Regions from separate parts of the Sus scrofa genome. Here regions 1 and 3 are each linked to region 2. Evidence: chromatin contacts called from public Hi-C and HiChIP or PLAC-seq data. All regions are on one chromosome and are shown on one strand. The core of a region is the stretch at or near the end of the contact, and the rest is flanking DNA. Distances in the headings are between cores, read along the strand shown.

Region 1 (2,700 bases), core at 98-2,597, 150 kb after region 2:
GTTGCTTGCCTTGATATTTTAGTTGCTTCATTAATTTTTCCAGAAATTGTATCCCTATATGTTTATCTGTTTGATTTTCAAAGTAGCAAGGACATCCTTGGGAAATCACACTTAGGAATAGGTTAAATTCTTGCTGTGTCTAGGAATCACTCAGTTATCTACTCTTCCACAAAATCTGGACTTGCCTTTTCCCCAGCCTGAGTTGGACGGCCCTCTCTGTGGCTCTGGGACATTGTTTTTTAGTCTAGGAAGTGGGACAAGGCTAAGATTTCACTCCTCCCCATTTGGCAATGTCTGGAGACATTTGGGGTTCGCGCACTGGGTCTAGGGTAGTGCTGCTAGAACCTAGTGGGTAGAGGCCAGGGATACTGCTCAACATCCTACAATACAGAGGGCAGTCTCTTCAATCCCCAAAAAAGAATTATCAAACCCCAAAATCAGTAGTGCCAAGGCTGAGAAACTCTATTGTATGGTATCTTTGCCATAGCACTTCATAAAGACAACTGTAATTGTCAACTGATTGGCCTTCCCAGCTAGACTGTTAATACCATGAAGGCATGTGACAGGTATATCTTGTTGAGTGTTTGGAATATAGTTGACACAATAAGGATTAAAAGAATGTGGGAAGATACAACTAGATTCAAACTTAACAGCTCTGTGAGATCATGCTGCTTGTTATCAGCCAGTTGATAAACATTTCAATCAACAGTTAACAAATTTTTATTAAGCTCTCACTATATACTAGCAGTGTTTGAGGTACTGGGAGTACAACCATGAACAAGACGGAGTCTCTGCTCAATGAAATTTATTCTTTCAAAGGAAGACAAACAATAAGCAAGAAGCTGATTTCAGACAGTGATAAATATTTATGAAGAAAACTGTAATGCACTAGTGAACGATGGGGCAAATTCTAAGCAGGGTGAGCAGCTGACTTTTGAACTAATGAATGGAAAGCTCTAGGCTAGGGAGAAGAATGATCCAAGCAAAGACCCTGCGGCCAGAATAAAGCGGTCATTCCAATGAAGGCCAAGGGGAGAAGGCCGGATCACCAGTGCCATGGAAACGTTTGGATTTTATTCTACCTGAAATTGGAAGCCTGATGTATGTTGTTAAAAGATCACTCTGGCTTTTGGGGGAGCATTATGGAACATCTACATTCAGAGTTTAAAATACATTTCATAACATACTTCAGTCACCGTCTCGGCTACCTCTTGCCAAAGGGGAAACGTCCCATACTGACGAGGGGGCGCTGCAGGCGCGGGGTCCCCAGGCTCAGCACTCTGGTTCTTTAAGAGAAGGCGGTCGCTTCCGGGAGCGGCCGCGTCGCGCTGCGCCTGCCTCTCTATCTGCCCGTCTCTGTGGTAGTGGGTCCCGGGGCCCCGCCCCTGCCCGGCCGGCAGCCGGCTGTTCCGACTCCAACCCGAGCCGACCCTAGAGGGCCGGCTCCTGCGTGGGTCGGATCCCAGGTCATGGCGGTCTCTGGTCCTGCGCGCAGAGCTGGCGCCAGGTGAGCAGGCGACTGGGGAGGAAGGCCGGACCTCGGGGCGCCCTGCTCCGGGCTGTGTGGGGAAGGGGCACAGCTGCCTTGCGCCTTCTTAACTTGCTGTGATTTTAAAAAGAAAAAAAAAATCTTTTACTCAACGTTGTGTTTTTGAGATCATCCATGCTATAGTAATCTAGTTTCCACTTCCGAGTGCTGCGCCGTGCCAACCGAGTGCATTAGACCCTAGTGTTGCTATACATTCCCCTAGCGATGGACATTTAGTTTGCTTCCAGTTTTTAACCACCCCTGCCTCCTTTATGGATATATGGATGATTTCTTTGTATTATACACCCCTGGGGTGGGATGGCATGCCACACTTAATTTGTTCTTTGGAATGGTCACACCCAGCTTCCCACCAGCTTCCCAACAGCATTGCATAAGGGTTCCTGTTTCCCCTTAAGCACCGCCCCCCTCCGATCTTTTGGTATTGTTTGGTGTTCTAATGTTTATCCACCTGATCCGTTTAAGGTAGTATCCCATTGTGTTAATTCTCCTGAATCAAGCATTTCGGTTTTCTTTTTTTTTTTTTTTTTTTTTTTTTTTTTTTTGGCTTTTTGCCTTTTTCTAGGACTACTTCCGCGGCATATGGAGGTTCCCAGGCTAGAGGTTGGATCGGAGCTGTGGCCACCAGCCTACACCAGGGCCAAAGGGATTCGAGCCGCATCTGCAACCTGCACCACAGCTCACGGCAACGTGGGATCCTTAACCCACTGAGCAAGGGCAGGGATCGAACCCTCAACCTCATGGTTCCTAGTCGGATTCGTTAACCACTGCGCCATGACGGGAACTCCGGTTTTCCTTTATTTATATCTTTTTCCCCACTTTTCCATGGATTGTCTGTCTTCCTGAGGAAGGAATTTATTGTATGCTATAGATTTTATTACTTTGTTTTTCACTCTGCGAATACCTTCTCCAACTCTTCTCTTTTTTCTTTCTTTTTTTTTAATGGCCATGGTGGCATATGGAAGTTCCCAGGCTAGGGGTTGAATCAGAGCTGTAGCTGCCAGCCACAGCCACAGCAACCCCAGGTCCGAGCCGCATCTGGGACCTACACCACAGCGCATGGCAATGGCCAGATCCCTTAACCCACTGAGCAAGGCCAGAGATAGAACCCACATCCTCATGGATACTGGTCAGGTTCTTAACCCCCTGAGCTA
Region 2 (2,700 bases), core at 18-2,517:
ATACAGAGGAAGCTTTCCTATTACCTTTGACAGGTGCTGGTTTTCTCTGAGGCAAAAGGGTTCACTAGAATGACTCCTAGGAAGCGTGTAGAGATTTAGGGCCTGGAATCTAAACCAGTCTGACTCTCTACCAACTATGCTATGGACCTAGACAGGGCAGTTTTCCTCCTAGGACTTCGTTATTTTGAATCAAGACAATGAATCTTCACTGTACCCCCACTCTGTGAGAAGGGTGGTGTTCAGGACCCTCGGAAAAACCTCTTAAATTTGTAATAAAAGGAGTTCCCATCATGGCACAGCAGAAATGACTCCAACTAGGAACCATGAAGATGAGGGTTCGATCCCTGGCCTCGCTCAGTAGGTTAAGAATCTGGTGTTGCTGTGTGCTGTGGTGCCAAGGTCGCAGACAGGACTGGGATCCTGCGTTGCTGTGGCTGTGGTGTAGGCCAGCAGCTGCAGCTCTGATTCGACCCCTAGCCTGGGAACCTCCCTATGCAGCGGGTGCGGCCCTTTTTAAAAAGCAAAAATAATAATAATAAATAAATTTGGAATAAAAGAGCACCTTAAGCTGAAGGCACTTTTATCCCTCCCACACATTCTCTGAGAACCCACCCCTTTCTCCTTGCCTGTCGTCGGGGTTGATAACTGTATCCAGTGAAAATTTGTATTGGAATCCGGAGCATCCTCCTCCCTCCACCTCCAGTCTGAGGAATTCTGACCCTTCGGTGATTTCCAGAAGCCTCTGAAATGCAGGAAGGGAGGTCAAGAATTCCAGGCAAGGGAGAGAGACGGATAAGCCAAGGGAAAGTACCCCTACTCCCAGCCCTCGCCAGCCACGGGCGCCCCGTGTCCGGCCTCTTACCTGGACGCAGCTGTCGGTAAGGTGGATCTGCCCTTCGCCAGCTTCAGGGTTGGAGGACGACATTTCCCGAAGAGCCCAAGGTCCGCGAGAGGCCGCGAGGAGCCTGCTGAGCAAGGAAGGAGGGTGAGCCTGGGAGCAAAAGGCCGGTAACCTCTACCTGGACAGCCTCACGCCAAACCTGATGTCCCTCCACCTGGACAGCTTCACGCCAAACCTTCACCTCCTCCACGAGCCTTAGTTTCCCCTTAGTCTCGGGGGCGCAGAACCAAACACCCTTCCCAAATGACTTCCTAGGCTTGCTGGTACCTGCCCCTTTGCCAGGGGGTGACCGCTCTCAGAGCCGCAGCTGTTATGTATAAACCCCGAACGGCCGCCATTTTCCTCTACAAACCCCGCCTCTCGCACTGCCCCAATCCCCTTCTCGGCCTGGGCCTCGGGAGGCGGGACTCATAGAGGCCCCGCCTTTAGGCACACCTATTGGATGGTGCAGGAGGAGGAAGGATTTGATTGGTTAGAGATGCTCCCCTGCGGAAGCGGGGACACACCCACAAAGCCCCCGCGGAGCGCTGGAGGGAGGAGCAGGGAGGAACGCAGAGGGCTGCAGCTTCTCTTGCTGCGGAGCAGGCCAGATGGGCGGAGATAGGGAATGTCTGGGACCCTGTGTCTGGCTTCCTAGAGCCGGGGGCGGGGCGCAGGCGGACCTCGGTCCCAGTTGCTGGTCACGGGTCGCCTGACTGGGCTCCTCCCTCGGCCCGCCCCTGAAGGTTTATCTTGTGACCGCGGCAGCTGGCTTTCCTTCCGTGAGCTTGAAACCTCCTGAGCTGCGATGCATTTCTTGGCCGCTGCGTTCCTGCTCCTGACACTCAGCGCTTCTGCCCTGGCCGAGCCGGTGCATTTCAGGGACTGCGGTGAGCCCCGGGGCCAGTCCAAGGTTCCCACGCCCTCTGCGGGACCCCCGCCGGAACCTGATGCTAAGACCTCAGGCTGGGTTGGGTGGGTCCCGCGGGCGTCTAGACTCAGCCTCAGACTTCTCGTGAAGTGGGCTAAAATGAGTTGGGGTAGGGGACAAGGTAGTGGCCTCGATAAAACCCGACTACTCACAACGTTGTCTCTTTCCTTGGAAAGCGTGTTTGGGGCCCCAGGATATTCCTGGAGATGGGCCTATGCTGAAGTTTCCTAAAGTTTGTAGGGCAAACATCTGAAGGTTCTTATTCAGCGTAGTGGGTAAGGGATGCGGTTCAAAACTTTTTTCTTTATGTAAAAATACGTATTTATTTATGTATTTAAGATTTTGGATGACCTCTCCCTCCACACTCCCTTTGCTTTTTTAAATTTCCCTTTTGCTGAGAAGTCAAAAGTCAGTTCTCCTTTTCATTGTTGGTTCCATTAGGGATTTCCTTGGTCTGTGGAATTTTGTGATGCTGACGAGTTTGTTTCTCCCTCCTGTTTTTGAAACTCCTCTTTCTGGTCACAACTTGTGACAGTGACACATAACCCTCTCTGGCTGTTGTGGTTGGCATGTGTGCTGAAAAACACAACAGGCGAGTAGAAATTGTAAATTCCTTCAGTCAGGTCTATCAAATTAACTGTTCTTGCAGAACTTTTCTGAGGTAGAGAAGTGTAATGATAAAGAGGCATGGAACGGATTTTATAAAACTTGTGAGCTGGAGGGAACCTCGGCGATCCTGGAGTGAATCACCAAATTCCAGAAACGTTAGCTAACTTACCCAGTCACACAGCAGAATGACACCCAGAATAAATGTCCTCCTTTCTATCTAGTGCCCAGGTAATGCTGACTGCTCAATAAATATGCGCTGGAAAAGTGAATGAGACAATAA
Region 3 (2,700 bases), core at 38-2,537, 200 kb before region 2:
TTTAATAACTCTATCCATTCTTCACTGAAGCAGGCAAGCTGTTTAGATTCCCCTTATAATAGGGAATATCATTCTACTCTTCCATAGCCATTCTACTTTTTTCTTCCATAGCCATAAATCTTCTTTTTTTTTTTTTGGTCTTTTTTTGTCTTGTTGTTGTTGTTGTTGCTATTTCTTGGGCCGCTCCCGCAGCATACGGAGGTTCCCAGGCGAGGGGTCCAATCGGAGCTGTAGCCACCGGCCTACGCCAGAGCCACAGCAACGCGGGATCCGAGCCGCGTCTGCAACCTACACCACAGCTCACGGCAACGCCGGATCGTTAACCCACTGAGCAAGGGCAGGGACCGAACCCGCAACCTCATGGTTCCTAGTTGGATTCGTTAACCACTGCGCCACAACAGGAACTCCTTTTTTTTTTTTTTTTTTTTTGGTCTTTTTTTGTCTTGTTGTTGTTGTTGCTATCATAAATCTTCTTAGAAGATTTATAAAATGGAGACATCTAGGAGTCTTCCTATTTTTTCCTTCGAAAATACTTGAGTGTCAGGTGCTGGCTGCACAGGAAAACTGGTTTCTGACCTCACGGTCTTTCAACAATCATACGACATCTTTTTCCTTGGGAGTATACGTGCAACAGCAAGAACATAAGGATAATCCTACCACCTCACAGAATTGTTAGAAGGCTTAAATGTGACATGGCAGATACAGTATATAAAACCTGTCGCACAAATTGAACACTTAAAGAGATGCTGAATTCTCATCCCATTCACCACATACTTTATACTTTACTACTTTACGTTATATAAATCCAAGGCACAATAATATTAAAAATACACACAAATAACAACAAAAACTTTGACTACTTATCCCCTGGTGACGCCTATATCTCTGGGCAGTCTACGAACGCAGTTGATTCCAGACACTCACAGTCTCTGATCTCTGAGACTAAGCATTCGCTTCATGATAGCATACTTCCGTGTTTTCTTTTGCTTCCCCTTGAAAGAAAAATTTTAGCGTTAAAAGAGTTGAAAATACATTGCATCTTTGTGAATCCTTTTCTTTTGTCCACTCTCTTCTTCCCTCAAATACCCAGCTCCCCTTACTTACTCTACCTGCCCCAACCCAGCGCTCTCCCCTGTCGCTGGAGCATAAAAAAACACCATTCCGAGCAGTCTAAGATCAGAATGAAAATAAGCAAGAGAAATGTGGTGGAAATTTGACCAAGGACTACTCCCTCAATCTCCGTCCCAAACGTGGTCCGACGATTTCCCTTCTCTCACCATGTTCACGCCGCACTTTAGTTTCTTTTGGAATCACCTGCGGCGCGACAGTTTTGCGTCACCCAATACTGCTTCCGGCAAAGGATAGCCCGGAAGCGGAAGCCACTTTGGGGAACGGAAAAGCCCGAAGCCGGTTCCCAGCTGCGGCCGGGATTTGTATTGAAGTCTCTTGCGGAGAGGGTCGCGGGCTGGATATCTGCGGGTTCTGCCTCCACCTACCGGGGTGGCAGAGCTGGGACCTCGCCGTGCTGCACCCACCTGCTCCGGTAACGTTTCTCTCCTCTTATCACTCCAGCACAGGGCAGAGCCCAGAGGATTTGCCTGCACCAGAGTTCCAGAGAGAGGGAGGACAAGGGTAAGGGGGACGGAATTCTGGGTTGCCCAATAGTTTGGGGAAACCCATTATCCTTATCTTTCAGTGCTGGGGCCCCAGGTCTCTATCATGCTCCTCGGAGGCTCTAATATCTACTTGGTTCTCCCAGCCGTCATGATGCTTCGTGCAACCAGGTGGACAATTCTCATGCTTCTCGCCGAGTGAATACCGTGTATTCGTCCCTGTGAGGCGAGAGATGGTGTAGCATATGAAGGCCTTCTTTAGACACTCTCTGGAAAATTAAGGCGTAAACTTGAATGTGTTACTCGTTACCGAGCCAGGAAAACGTTGGGAAGTACTTAACACTTAGTGTGCAGCCTTGGTGTGTCATCCTTAATGGAAAAGGGAGAGTTTTTGAGAACAGGAAAGGGGAGATAGTCCGTTGAGTATCTGCTATGTAGTTGATGGTTCTTAACCTTTTGGAGCTCCAAGGACGATTATTTAATAAATGGGTACACATACATTTGTCTTACAGTTGTGAGACTCGTGGACTCTGAAGCCCATCTGTGGACCCTCTACATGTCTGTGGACTTCAAGAACCCCTATCTTGTGTACTGTATTTGGCACTTTAATTATATTACCTGCTTTGACTTTCACAATAACGCAAAACCCTGATTTTACAAATGGTGAGATTGAACCTCGGACTTTGTTCAGGAAAGTCTGTTTGATTCCAAAGCATGTACTTTTCTTATTGCGCAAAGCTGTCCTAGTATTTGAAATCCAAAAAGGCTGTGAGGTTGAAAAAAAAAAAAAAAAAGCTGACCATTGCACCATAATCCTTACCGTGAACCATAGTGTATTAACATGAACTTTGGAGTCTGACTGATGGGGTTAAAATCCTCTTCTGTCTCTTACTAGCCATTGGGTGATTTTATCTCTGCTTCAGTTCTTTATCTGTAAAATGGAGGAAATCATGATAATATTTGTCTTACAGGTGTATAGTAAGGACTAAGTTTGTTAAAATATGAAGTCCCTAGAAGAGTACTCACCACAAGTAAACCTTATTAAAGTTGTTTTCTATTACAGTTGTGTGTCTTCTGTCAGAGTATA

What was found. A called contact is a pair of places that touch in the nucleus more often than the background predicts. HiChIP or PLAC-seq counts read pairs in DNA pulled down with a chosen protein or histone mark.
Region 1: an H3K27ac HiChIP or PLAC-seq map of alveolar macrophages shows a contact between it and region 2. The contact joins the promoter of ABCD4 here to the promoter of ISCA2 in region 2. A contact is called at or near these places in 3 of 5 promoter capture datasets (fetal liver and liver), 15 of 47 Hi-C or Micro-C datasets (alveolar macrophages, blood, brain and 11 more) and 2 of 2 datasets of contacts at active chromatin or transcription factors (alveolar macrophages and skeletal muscle).
Region 3: a contact with region 2 is called in a Hi-C map of embryonic fibroblasts, with 2.8 times the contacts expected there. The contact joins the promoter of FCF1 here to the promoter of ISCA2 in region 2. A contact is called at or near these places in 2 of 47 Hi-C or Micro-C datasets (embryonic fibroblasts and heart right ventricle).

Annotation. Positions count from the first base shown.
Region 1 is chr7:97,584,340-97,587,039 of Sscrofa11.1, reverse strand. ABCD4 (ATP-binding cassette sub-family D member 4) reads left to right here and starts at 1,347. Exons shown (of 20, transcript XM_001929196.5): 1 at 1,347-1,507. The coding sequence starts at 1,470.
Region 2 is chr7:97,739,046-97,741,745 of Sscrofa11.1, reverse strand. ISCA2 (iron-sulfur cluster assembly 2 homolog, mitochondrial) reads right to left here and starts at 1,267. Exons shown (of 4, transcript XM_003482288.4): 1 at 1,169-1,267; 2 at 863-965; 3 at 627-742. The coding sequence starts at 1,239. NPC2 (NPC intracellular cholesterol transporter 2) reads left to right here and starts at 1,659. Exons shown (of 4, transcript NM_214206.1): 1 at 1,659-1,770. The coding sequence starts at 1,689.
Region 3 is chr7:97,939,580-97,942,279 of Sscrofa11.1, reverse strand. It overlaps FCF1 (rRNA-processing protein FCF1 homolog), which reads right to left and starts at 1,287. Exons shown (of 8, transcript XM_013989168.2): 1 at 1,219-1,287; 2 at 925-992. The coding sequence starts at 959. It overlaps AREL1 (apoptosis-resistant E3 ubiquitin protein ligase 1), which reads left to right and starts at 1,348. Exons shown (of 20, transcript XM_005656411.3): 1 at 1,348-1,543.